Linked DNA regions of Bos taurus: region 1 is linked to region 2. A link is a contact called in public Hi-C data. All regions are on one chromosome and are shown on one strand. The core of a region is the stretch at or near the end of the contact, and the rest is flanking DNA. Distances in the headings are between cores, read along the strand shown.

What was found. Hi-C and Micro-C count contacts between places; a contact is called where the count stands out from the background.
Region 1: a Hi-C map of liver shows a contact between it and region 2, with 2.4 times the contacts expected there. The contact joins the enhancer-like site here to the promoter of ACTN4 in region 2. A contact is called at or near these places in 3 of 11 Hi-C or Micro-C datasets (liver, skeletal muscle and skin fibroblasts).

Annotation. Positions count from the first base shown.
Region 1 is chr18:48,441,644-48,446,924 of ARS-UCD2.0, forward strand. The region is part of intron 1 of ACTN4 (actinin alpha 4); the gene reads left to right. Among named protein-coding and RNA genes, the nearest start is that of ACTN4, 41 kb to the left of the region's middle. Within about 2 kb of position 1,753, at least 12 of the 102 cell types and tissues checked have an H3K27ac peak or open chromatin away from gene starts, as enhancers often do. A contact at or near this core is called in liver, where this site is marked.
Region 2 is chr18:48,399,492-48,404,473 of ARS-UCD2.0, forward strand. It overlaps ACTN4 (actinin alpha 4), which reads left to right and starts at 3,330. Exons shown (of 21, transcript NM_001098052.1): 1 at 3,330-3,530. The coding sequence starts at 3,369.

The sequences.
Region 1 (5,281 bases), core at 503-3,002, 41 kb after region 2:
CCCAGAGTCCAGAAGGTTTACCTCTCTGGGTTGGGGGAGGGAGTCACCCATGAATGGCTCATTAAAGCCCATTGCTGCCACATTCCTGGCCGCTGAGGTCACCTCCCGAACAATATCCATCATTCATTCACCCAGCCGCCCCACATCCTGGCCACTGGGAGGGGCCCCTGTGACACAGGAAGGACTTGATGACCAGTGATGCTTGGCCTTGCCCTCCCCTTCCAACACACAGTGAGAAAGCAGAAACAGCTTGGGGGGGTGCTCCCGAGGCTTGCCTTCCAGTGCACCCGTGGAGCCCAAACCAAGTCTTCTCTTCTCCTACCCCGCGCCCTCCCCCGCTCCCCCACACCCTTGTGCTATTTTAACAACCGGAGAAGAATCTTTAACGGGCTGCCAGTGTGCAGAGGCAACTTCTGAAAGCTCTTCTCTGTGGTTTTGTGCACATGTGTTCTCAGAGGCAGTGTCCACATCCTTCCTTCTTCACTAGGTGGGTCAAGGGCTGTGTGCAGGCTCGCTTCACAAGATGGCAGGGCCGCCACTGGTACTGTCCGCCTGGGCTCAGGCCAAGCCTTTAAGAAGCAGGTGGGGGACGTAGCTGGCAGCCCAGTGGTTAGGACTCCTTGCATCCAATGCAGGGGGTGTGGGTTTCATCCCTTGTGGGGGAACTAGAACCCTGTGTGCCATGCAGCCTGATCAAATTTTTTTTTTTTTTAAGAATTAATAAAAAAGCAGGTGGGCTTTGAGGGGAAGAGCCCTGCCTGCCTCTGCTCGCCGTGCGAGCTCAGCTCCAGCTTGGGGACCGAGATGGGGACAGGACCTTTCTTGACTTTGCTTTCCCGGGCTGGTAGGGAACATTCCACTCAGAGGAATGGGTGTCCGCCCCGTGTTTGTGTTTACTGACTGTGTGACCTTCGGCAAGTCTTTTAGCCTCCCCCCCCCGCCTCAGTTTCCTCACCTGTAAAGTGGAGATGACGTGTCTCACATGACCACAGGGTTGGGGGTTTTAAACTGTTCCCACGTGTAAATGGTGGTGGTGGTTTAGTCGCTAAGTCGTGTCCAATTCTTGCAACCGCATGGACTGTGGCCCGCCAGGCTTCTCTGTCCGTGGGATTCTCCAGGCAGGAATACTGGAGTGGGTTACCATTTACTCCTCCAAGGGATCTTCCCGACCCAGGAATCGAACCTGGGTCTCCTGCATTGCAGGCAGATTCTTTACCAACTGAGCTACAAGGCAAGCCCGTGTAAATGGTAAGAGCTAGCCATCAACAGTTACTGTACATTTAGCCTCAGTGAGACCCTTTCTCCGCCACCTCCCCACCGCCCGTCACCACCAGAATGTAAGCTCTGTGTCTGCTTCACTTCCTCCCGTGCCTAATCTGGGCTCCAGGTCAGGCTTTGTCGGCTCGTTGATTGCACTGGGGGCTCTTAGATGAGGCGCTAGGGACATGCCACTGCTCAGAACCAGTGCTGCCCCTGAAGTGACCTTGACAGCCCCACCCAGATGAGCTCTAGATGCTTATGGCTTTTCCCTTCTCCCCCAGAGGGCCAGCAGTCCCAGACCCTCCCAGGTGAAGCCAAAACCTTGAGTGTGCCTTGCTTGGTTACCACTGTTGGCATCTTTAACACGGCTCCTCTGTCTTCCTCCTCCTGCCAAGTTTCTCTTAAAAGAAGCTTTTTACCCTTCCTCCCCACCACCCCCTGTCATCACACATTGACCCTTGCCCCTCTGGCTCAGTCCCCACACAGCAGCAGCCCCATGAGGGTGGCCCTGCCAGCCTCATGACGCAGGCTGCTCTCCTTCACTCCCTCCCTTTCTCCAGGGCCAGGCTCTTTTCTCACTGCTGCAGGGCCTTTGCACATGCTGGTCCCGTTTTCTGGAAAGTCTTTCTTATTTTTGTCCCATTCATTCTCCACAGGGGAACTTACCCGGGTCTGCCTGGCCAGAAGGTCAGGAGCTGTTCCCCAGGGCTTCCTTCTCTTTTTCCTTTTCTTTTTGGCCATACCACGTGGCTTGTAGGATCTTAGTTCCCTGACCAGGGATTGAACCTGGGCCCCTTGCATTGGGCTTGCGGAGTCTTAACCACTGGCCCCTCAGGGAAATGTCCTCCCCTCCCCCACCAGCATCCTAAACACTTTGGTGAGCTCCCTCTTTGAGAGGTGAGAGGGAGGAGGGCAAATGTAAGGTGATGCCTCCGGGTGTGGCTGCTTGGCCAGGGCGCGTGCTAAGTCACTTCAGTCGTGTCCGACTCTTTCCGACTGTAGACTGCCAGGCTCCTCTGTCCATGGGATTCTCCAGGCAAGAACACTGGAATGGGTTGCCATGCCCTCCCTCCAGGGGAACTTCTGACCCAGGGATTGAACCAGCATCTCTCATGTCTCCTGCATTGACAGGCAGGTTCTTTACCACTAGCGCCACCTGGGAAGCTGGGCCAGGGTACCTGGCTTTAAATCTTGCTCTGTGACTTTACAGGTACATGACTACCTGTGGGCAAATCACATCACCTCTCAGACCCTCGGTTTCCTCATCTGTTAAATGGGGCAGAAATGGCAACCGCCTCACAAGGTAGCTGTGCGGATGAGAGATGTTATTAACATGTGGCAAAGTGCCCAGAACAGCGCGGGGCACATAGTTAGCTTATGGGAGTATCTGCTGTGGTTGTTACCGTTCCCTCTTTTCCTGCGGGTGTCACTTCTGTAGTTGAGTCATCGCTTGGTTAATGAGATCAGTTCTGTCCCTCATCACACTGGAAGCTCCTTAGCGTGCAGCCTGGGTCTGCTTTTGCTCAGCATGGTGGGTTCAGCGCCAGGCCTGCCCCTGGCCGGCAGGCAGCAGATGCCCGTCTCGGGAGTGGGTGTCCCGCCCCACGGCGCCCTGGGCATCGCAGAGCCAGCAGGGCCGGCCGCACTCCCCAACTTGTGCTGTGTGACAGAGCTGCAGAGTGGCGGGGGCACAGCAGACCCACGAGGCCTCCATCTATAGAAACCACCCTCCACACTACCCACCCCGCACATCTCAGTCTAAACCGGGCAGGGAGAGGGAGTGAATAAGCAGAATGTTATTTTTGTAACCAAGTAGAAGCAGCTATGAATTTTTCATGTCCCACTGGAACTCCAGCTCCTACTCACAGTCGTGCCACATGGAGCTGGGGCTGCGAGTGGTGGGCTTGATCCCGAGGAGGGCCTTGTGACTCCTGCCCACCGTGCCCTGGGCTCGGGGCCCCCTGAGTCTCTGGTGTCAGCAGATGCCCCTGGTCTTCTGGGAGGAGAAGACGGCCGGACAGGCCATGGAGTGCGGGCGTGGGGTGTGTCGGCGGCCTTCCCGTCCGTCACGTGTCGGGTTCCTCGCCACCAAGGCCGCGCTGGTCGGTATTCTCCCCGAGCACTCACTCTGCATTCTGCTTGGGCCTCCGCCTGCTTCCGGCCAGGGAGACGGAGTGCCAGGCAGAGTTACCATTTATCTGAAAGTAGTCCTTCCCTTGACATTTGTTTAACACTGAATACTTCATCTGTGCCAGGCACAGTCCTAAGTGATTTACTTGCGTTATTTTGTTTAATCATCGTTTAAGAGGGGAGAATACTGCCTCCATTTCACCCAGCACGGAGCCTGAGGCTCCTTGCTTGCCTGAGGTTACCCCCCTGGAAGGTGGCCTCGGTGGGCAAGGCAGGTCTGGGTGAGCCCCCAGCCAGAGCTCTTGTTACCTGCCCAGAGAAGGTGAGCAAAGGTGTGGAGATGGGCCATGTGTGCAGAGCGGGCGGTGTTGTGATCTTCTGAGGACAGACGACCTGAGCCCAGTGAGGCCAGGTTCATTCAGAGCCCGCCCAGGTTGGAGTGAGAGGATGTCCTGCGATCTCGTTTCCCCTCCAAACCGTGGTGCTGGGCTCAGGGCCTTTGCAGAGAGACTAGGTCCCACCCTTCCCAGGGATGGAGTGGGACGCCACTGGTGTGCGTGTGCTCCCAGGTGTGCGAGTTCTCGGGACTTGACGCCCAGCTCTGTGGCCGATGTTTTAAAGCATTCCTCTCCACCCTCCTCCCACATTTAATCCCACAGCAGATACAGGCGGTAAATTCTGATAAGTCCGTCCTACAGAGAAGGATGCTGAGGTGTAGGTAGGCCAAGTCACCTGGTTGCAACCCAGAGGTAAGCTGAGGGGCCGGCACTCAAGCCCTGAAGGATTGCCTCAGGTGTAACAGGCTGATGGAGAGAGATGCCCTCCCCGCAGACCAGGTGCCTAGAGCTCGGCCCAGAAGCACCGGGGGCTCGGGCTCTGGGAGCTGCCCTCTTGTGTCCTCAGCCAGGGATGTGGTGGCCAGTCTGCTGCCCCACTGCATCTTTCAGGCACAGGGGACAGCAGAGGCCCAGCATCCCCTGGCACTTCCTGTCCCAGCCCGGCCTGCTGCTGCCAACTGCCCAGGCCTGAGACCACTGTGCTTTGGGCATTCTAAAGACATGTGTGATGTGAGACTAAATTTCTACCCCCGGGAGCACACATGTATATGCACGTAGCATCTGGCAAGACCCCAGATGACTGGACAATGCTGTCCGAGATGCCGAGGGCTGTGTGTGGTGGCCAGGGCGGGCAGGGTGTCCGAGGAGGAGGGGCCCCGGGAAGCGTGGTGTGTGGAGAACCGAGCACCTGCTGTGTGGCCCAGCTCCACAGGGTCACCACTGTGAACCCTTGCACTGACCGTGCGTGACTCGGGTGGTGTCTTCACTGCCACGTAGCAGATGAGGAAACGGGCGTTAGGAGGGTTGGGTAACCTACCCGCAGGAATGGTGTAACCAGCAGCCTGGCCCCGGTTTGTCCGAATTCAGAGCTGCTCAGGGGAAGGAGCGAGGGAAGTAAGATGGGGGAGGGGATGCGTGCGCACCTCGCTGAGAACCTGCTCCAGAGTAGCTCACGGCTGCCAGGAGGCGGAAAACAGCACGCACCTGTTAGGAGTGAAGCAGAGGGACTTCCCTGGTGGGGGTCCCGAGGCTGAGACTACGCTGCCAGTGCAGGGGGCCTGGGTTTGATCCCTGGTCAGGGAGCTAGATCCCGCATGCCACAACCAAGACCTGGCACAGCCAAATAAATAAAAATACTGAAAAAAAAGGGGGGGGGAAGAAACAGTGGTCCTCTGACAGATTTGCACAGAGGAGGGGCAGGCATCTGAGTCAGGATCGGGTGGGGCAGGCTAGTCAGCCTGGGTGGGTGTCCAGAGGGGCTGATGGTGAGGGAGGGGTAGGTGTGGACTGAGCAGGGCGGAGGGGCAGCCGAGGGCAGATTTCTGTCTCTCCAG
Region 2 (4,982 bases), core at 2,080-4,579:
TGGAACCGGTGTCCCCTGCATTGCAAGGCAGATTCTTACCCACTGGACCGCCTGGAAAGCCCTAGGAGCCATCTTGAGTCTGGATTTTTTTTTTTTTTTTCTTTTTCACCTCTGCATCCCACCCCCAACAAAGTCTAAAGTCATAGAGGCTCCACTTTCTCATATCCCCCCACTGCCCTTCCTCCACAGCACTCTCCTCCTCTACCCTCCATCTTCCTGTCCAGCTTCATCCGGACCACTGCAGCAGCCTCCTCTTGGAGCTCCCTGAGCACACTCCACCTTCTACAGTCTGTTCCCCTGGTGCAGCCAGAGGACCCAGGAGACCGTTGAATCAGACCCCAGCCCTGCTTACAGTCTTCCTTAACTTCCCATTGTATTTAGAGTAAAATTCACTATATGGCCCCACTGCACTTAGAATAAAATAAAAACTTCTTTTCAGGCAAATAATAATAATCAAATCATTATATGTCAATTATATATCAATAAAAAAGACTCAAATTCCTCACCATGGTTTTAAGTCTATTCATTCATCTGGGGTTTATTAAGCTTCTATCTTTGATGTGTGAGTTCAGTCCCTGGGTCAGGAAGTTCCCCTGGAGAAGGAAATGGCAACCCACTCTAGTATTCTTGCCTGGGAAATCCTATGGACAGAGGGTCACAAGAATCTGACCCGACTTAGCAACTAAACAACAGACAATCTTGTGCCAGACAGTGTTTCAGAGACTAGGAATATGACAAAACAAAGATTCCCACCATCATGGGCTGACATTCTTGAGAAAGAAACTAAATAAAGCAGTCATATTTGTATATTAGTGGTGATCAGTATTCTGGAAAAAATAAAGCTGGGAAGGTGTGGATGCTATTTATAAAAAAGTGGTCAGGGGAGGTCTCACTGAGGAGGTGGCATTTCCTCTAATCTTCAGGAGAGGAGGCTATGAGCCTTGGGGATCCAGTATCTAGGGAGAGTGTTCCAGGCAGTGGTAGCAAGGTATCACTATGTTCAAAGGCCTTGAGACTGGAGCATACCTAGTATGTTGGAGGAACAGTTAGGAGGCCTAAAGGCAGAAAGGGAAGAGGAACTAAAAAGCCTCATGATGAAGGTGAAAGAGGAGAGTGAAAAAGCTGGCTTAAAACTCAACATTTAAAAAATTAAGATCATGGCCTCTGGTCCCATCACTTCATGGCAAATGGATGGGGGAAATATGTAAACAGTGGCAGGTTTTATTTTCCTGGGCTCCTGTATCACTGTGGACAGTGACTGCAGCCATAAAGTTAAAAGACCCTTGCTCCTTGGAAAGAAAGCTATGACAAACCTAGGCAGAGTATTAAAAAGCAGAGACATCACTTTGCCAACAAAGGTCTATGTAGTCAAAGCTGTGGTTTTTCCAGTAGTCATGTATGGATATGAGAGTTGGACCATAAAGAAGGCTGAGCGCTGAAGAATTGATGCTTTTGAACCGTGGTGCTGGAGAAGACTCTCACTGAGAGTTCCTTCGACAGCAAGGAGATCAAATCAGTCAATCCTCAAGGAAATCAATCCCGAATATTCATTGGAAGGACTGATGCTGAAGTTGAAGCTCCAATACTTTGGCCACCTGATGAGGAGAGTTGACTCACTGGAAAAGACCCAGGTGCTGGGAAAGACTGAGGGCAGAAGGAGAAGGGGGCGACAGGATGAGATGGTTGGATGGTATCACCGACTCAATGGACATGAGTTTGAACAAACTCTGAGAGATAGTGAAGAACAGGGAATCCTGGTGTGCTACAGTCCATAGCATGGCAGAGAGTTGGACCCAACCGTGGTGAAAGTTCAGAAAGGAGGGGAGAGTAGGAGGGGAGCTGGGAGAGACATGAGGACCAGCATGATCAGGATGTGGAAAAAAGACCTTGTGGGTTTGTTTGAAACCCCAGGAGTCTCAGGGGTTTCAAAAGCTGGGCCAGAAAAAAAACAAAAAACTGGGCTGGGCTGGGTCAGGGCAAGGAAGGCCCCAGCAGCCTTTCCTCCTTTCCTTGACTTTGACGTGTGGCACCAAGGGAAGGTTCTGAGCAAGCAAGGGAGGGATTTGACCTGATTCAGGTGTTTGCAGGCTCCTTCTGGTTTCTTGTGAGAAAGAGAGTTGGTGGTGAGTGGAGGAGCAGAGAGATGGTGAGGCTGCGGCAGAGGTCCGAGTGAAGACAGGAGAGGGTGGGCAGGACCAGGGTGTGGCCATGGGAGAGAGAAGTGAGTGGATTCCATACATACTTTGAAGATGGAACTGACAGGATTTCCTGAAGAACTGGATGTAGGGTGCGAGGAGAAAGAGGACACGGGGTAACTGCAAGTTCTGTTGCCTGCAAGCTGGGAGGATGGAGGCGCCATTCTCTGGGACAGGGATGATCATGGGGTGACCAGGTTTGAGAGGAAGATCAGGGGCTCAGCTTTGGATATTTACACTCGAGACACCTCTTAATGTGACAATATCATTTATCTGTATTTATTTATTTATTGCTGTGCCCCACCCCCCGCATTAGCAACTTGAGAACTGATCACCCTTATGCTCAGAACCGTATCGTCAGCACCTGAGAACAGTGCCTGGCACACAGTAGCTGCTCAATAAGTGTCTATTGAGTGAATGAAGATAGATAAGTCCACAAAACCTTCTATTGATAACTTTCAAGTCAGCCAGTAGCTATTCCAGTCTAACTCCCAGGTCCATTTCGTGAATCCCGCCGGTGTTTGTTCAAATGTCCTCCTTCTCCGCAAAGCCTATCCTGACTACTCCATTTACATTTCAGCTTGATTTTTCTCCATAACACTAATCCCCTTGGAATATATTAACATATATATTATGTACTGAAAATTTTTTGTTTGTTGTCTCCCGTCACTCGAAGCTTCCGCGAGGGCAGGGAGTTTTATCTATTTCGTTTAAGTGGCAACGCACACAGCAGGCGCTTAATAAATATTTGTTGAATTTTTCTTGCTGAATGGGATACATGCCACGCCTGAGCGGGTTTTCGTAGTAGGACGGCGAGACCCGCCTTACGAATCATCCGCGATCTGGCCCCGCCCACACGCAGAGGCCGGGCGCGCTCACGCGGGAACAGGGGGCGCGGCTCGTCCACGAGCTGAAGGGCGGGGGAGAAGCGCGCTCTGCGCAGGCTCCGAAAGCCCCGAGGCGGAGTCTCAGGGTCTTTTGGGTTAGGAGGCGCGCGCGCGGGAGGGCGGCGGCGGCGGCGGCGCGGTGCGCAGGCGCGGCGGGCAGTGCGCAGGCGCCGGCGGAGGGCGGGCTTGGAGCAGCTGAAGCAGCGGCGGCGGCGGCGGCGGCAGTGGCTCGGGCAGAGGGGCGGGAGCAGAGGCTGGAGCGGACGGGCTCGGGAGAGGCGGCGGAATGGTGGACTACCACGCGGCGAACCAGTCGTACCAGTACGGCCCCAGCAGCGGGAGCAATGGCGCTGGCGGCGGGGGTACCATGGGAGACTACATGGCCCAGGAGGACGACTGGGACCGGGACCTGCTGTTGGACCCGGCCTGGGAGAAGCAGCAGCGCAAGGTGCGCGGCCCTTGGGCCGGACGGGCTGGAGGAGGGGGGCTTCGGAGAGAGGCTGGAGGCCGGGAAGGGGCTTGGAGACCCTGAGACGGGATCGGAGGGTCTGTGGTGAGAACTGGGCGTCCTGAGAAGGAATCGGCGGGTCTGGGAAGGGGTTTGGAGTCCTGGAAAGGAGTTGCAGAACTTGAGCGGGGAATTGGGAGTCTGAAAAAATAATTGGCGGCTTAGTAGGGGATATGGAAATCTAAGACTAGGAATCAGGGAGCCCGAGGCAGGAATTGGAGCGTCTGGCCTGGGAATGAGGGGAAATCGCGAGATGATTGGAGGAGACTCAAGAACGGAATTGGGTCTGAGGCGGGATGAAAGGGTCAGGATGGACTGGAGATGGTCAGAGGGAAAAGGGGGAGTCTGGAATGTGTGGGTCAGGATAGAATTCGGCATCAGGGGAGTCCGAGGAGGAGCTGGAGTATGGAGGGCGTTATTTGGATTACAGAATCCTCTGAAGAGGGTTGGAATTATGGGACCCCCAGGGATGAAGCCCCTTTCATTCTAAAGGGGATGAAGATTCTGGAAGTGGGTGTGAAGGGACCCAGGGCTTGGTGGGTGAGGATGGGGAGGCTGCTAAGGAGGTCTGGACTCTGGCACTGGTGGGAAAAGTCAGGGAGCTGTGAATAAGAGGTTTTGAAGGGGCGAAATATTATCAGGGGTGCCCTATCCTACAGGGAAGAGGAGAAGATTGGGAGATAGAAGAGGTATTGGTGAGGCCAAGGCCTCCTTGATGAGAGGCCGAAGGGGGATAGAGAGAATTTGGAGTATTCTGAGAAGGGGTTCTGAAGAATTGATGGAACGTAGACAAAGCTCAGCAAAGGGTTGGTGTTGCCGGAGGCAAAGGTAGCCTGAATGAGGTGAGAAAGGCGGGAGAGAAAGGTCGGAATGGCGGATGGTGGGAGGGAGGTGTGCGGAGTAATGAAAGTCTCATTAGAAAGGGAGTGTGTGATGGATAGACCGAGAGAGGAATTTGGGCGTGAGGGCTTCTGGAGGTGCCGTCCCAGGACTGGAGAGTGTGTTTATGTGTTGTGAAGGGAGAACAAGTTGTTTGGGGAGGAGGGGCTGAGAGTGTCCAGAATTGTCTTTTGGGGGTGGTGATGAGGAGCTCGTTCTAAAGCAGGGTCTGTTTTCAGGTGGCATGTTGGGGTGTGGAGGCAATTTGGGGGGACTCACAGTGGGGAAAGGGAGATCAAAAGGAGTGGGAGGTGCAGAGAGGGTCGGGTGTGTGTCTGTGTGTATCTCTGTGTGTGTATAGGTGTACGTGTGTGCACATAACCCAAGGTGGTAGAGAGCAGGGAGCTCCAAGCTGCTAGAAGAGAGGGTTTAGCGTGCGCAGGAAGAGCTAAAGAAAGGAAGGTGTTGAGGTGGGTGTGTGTCTTGGGAGGGGGCTGTTTCAAAGTGTGTGAA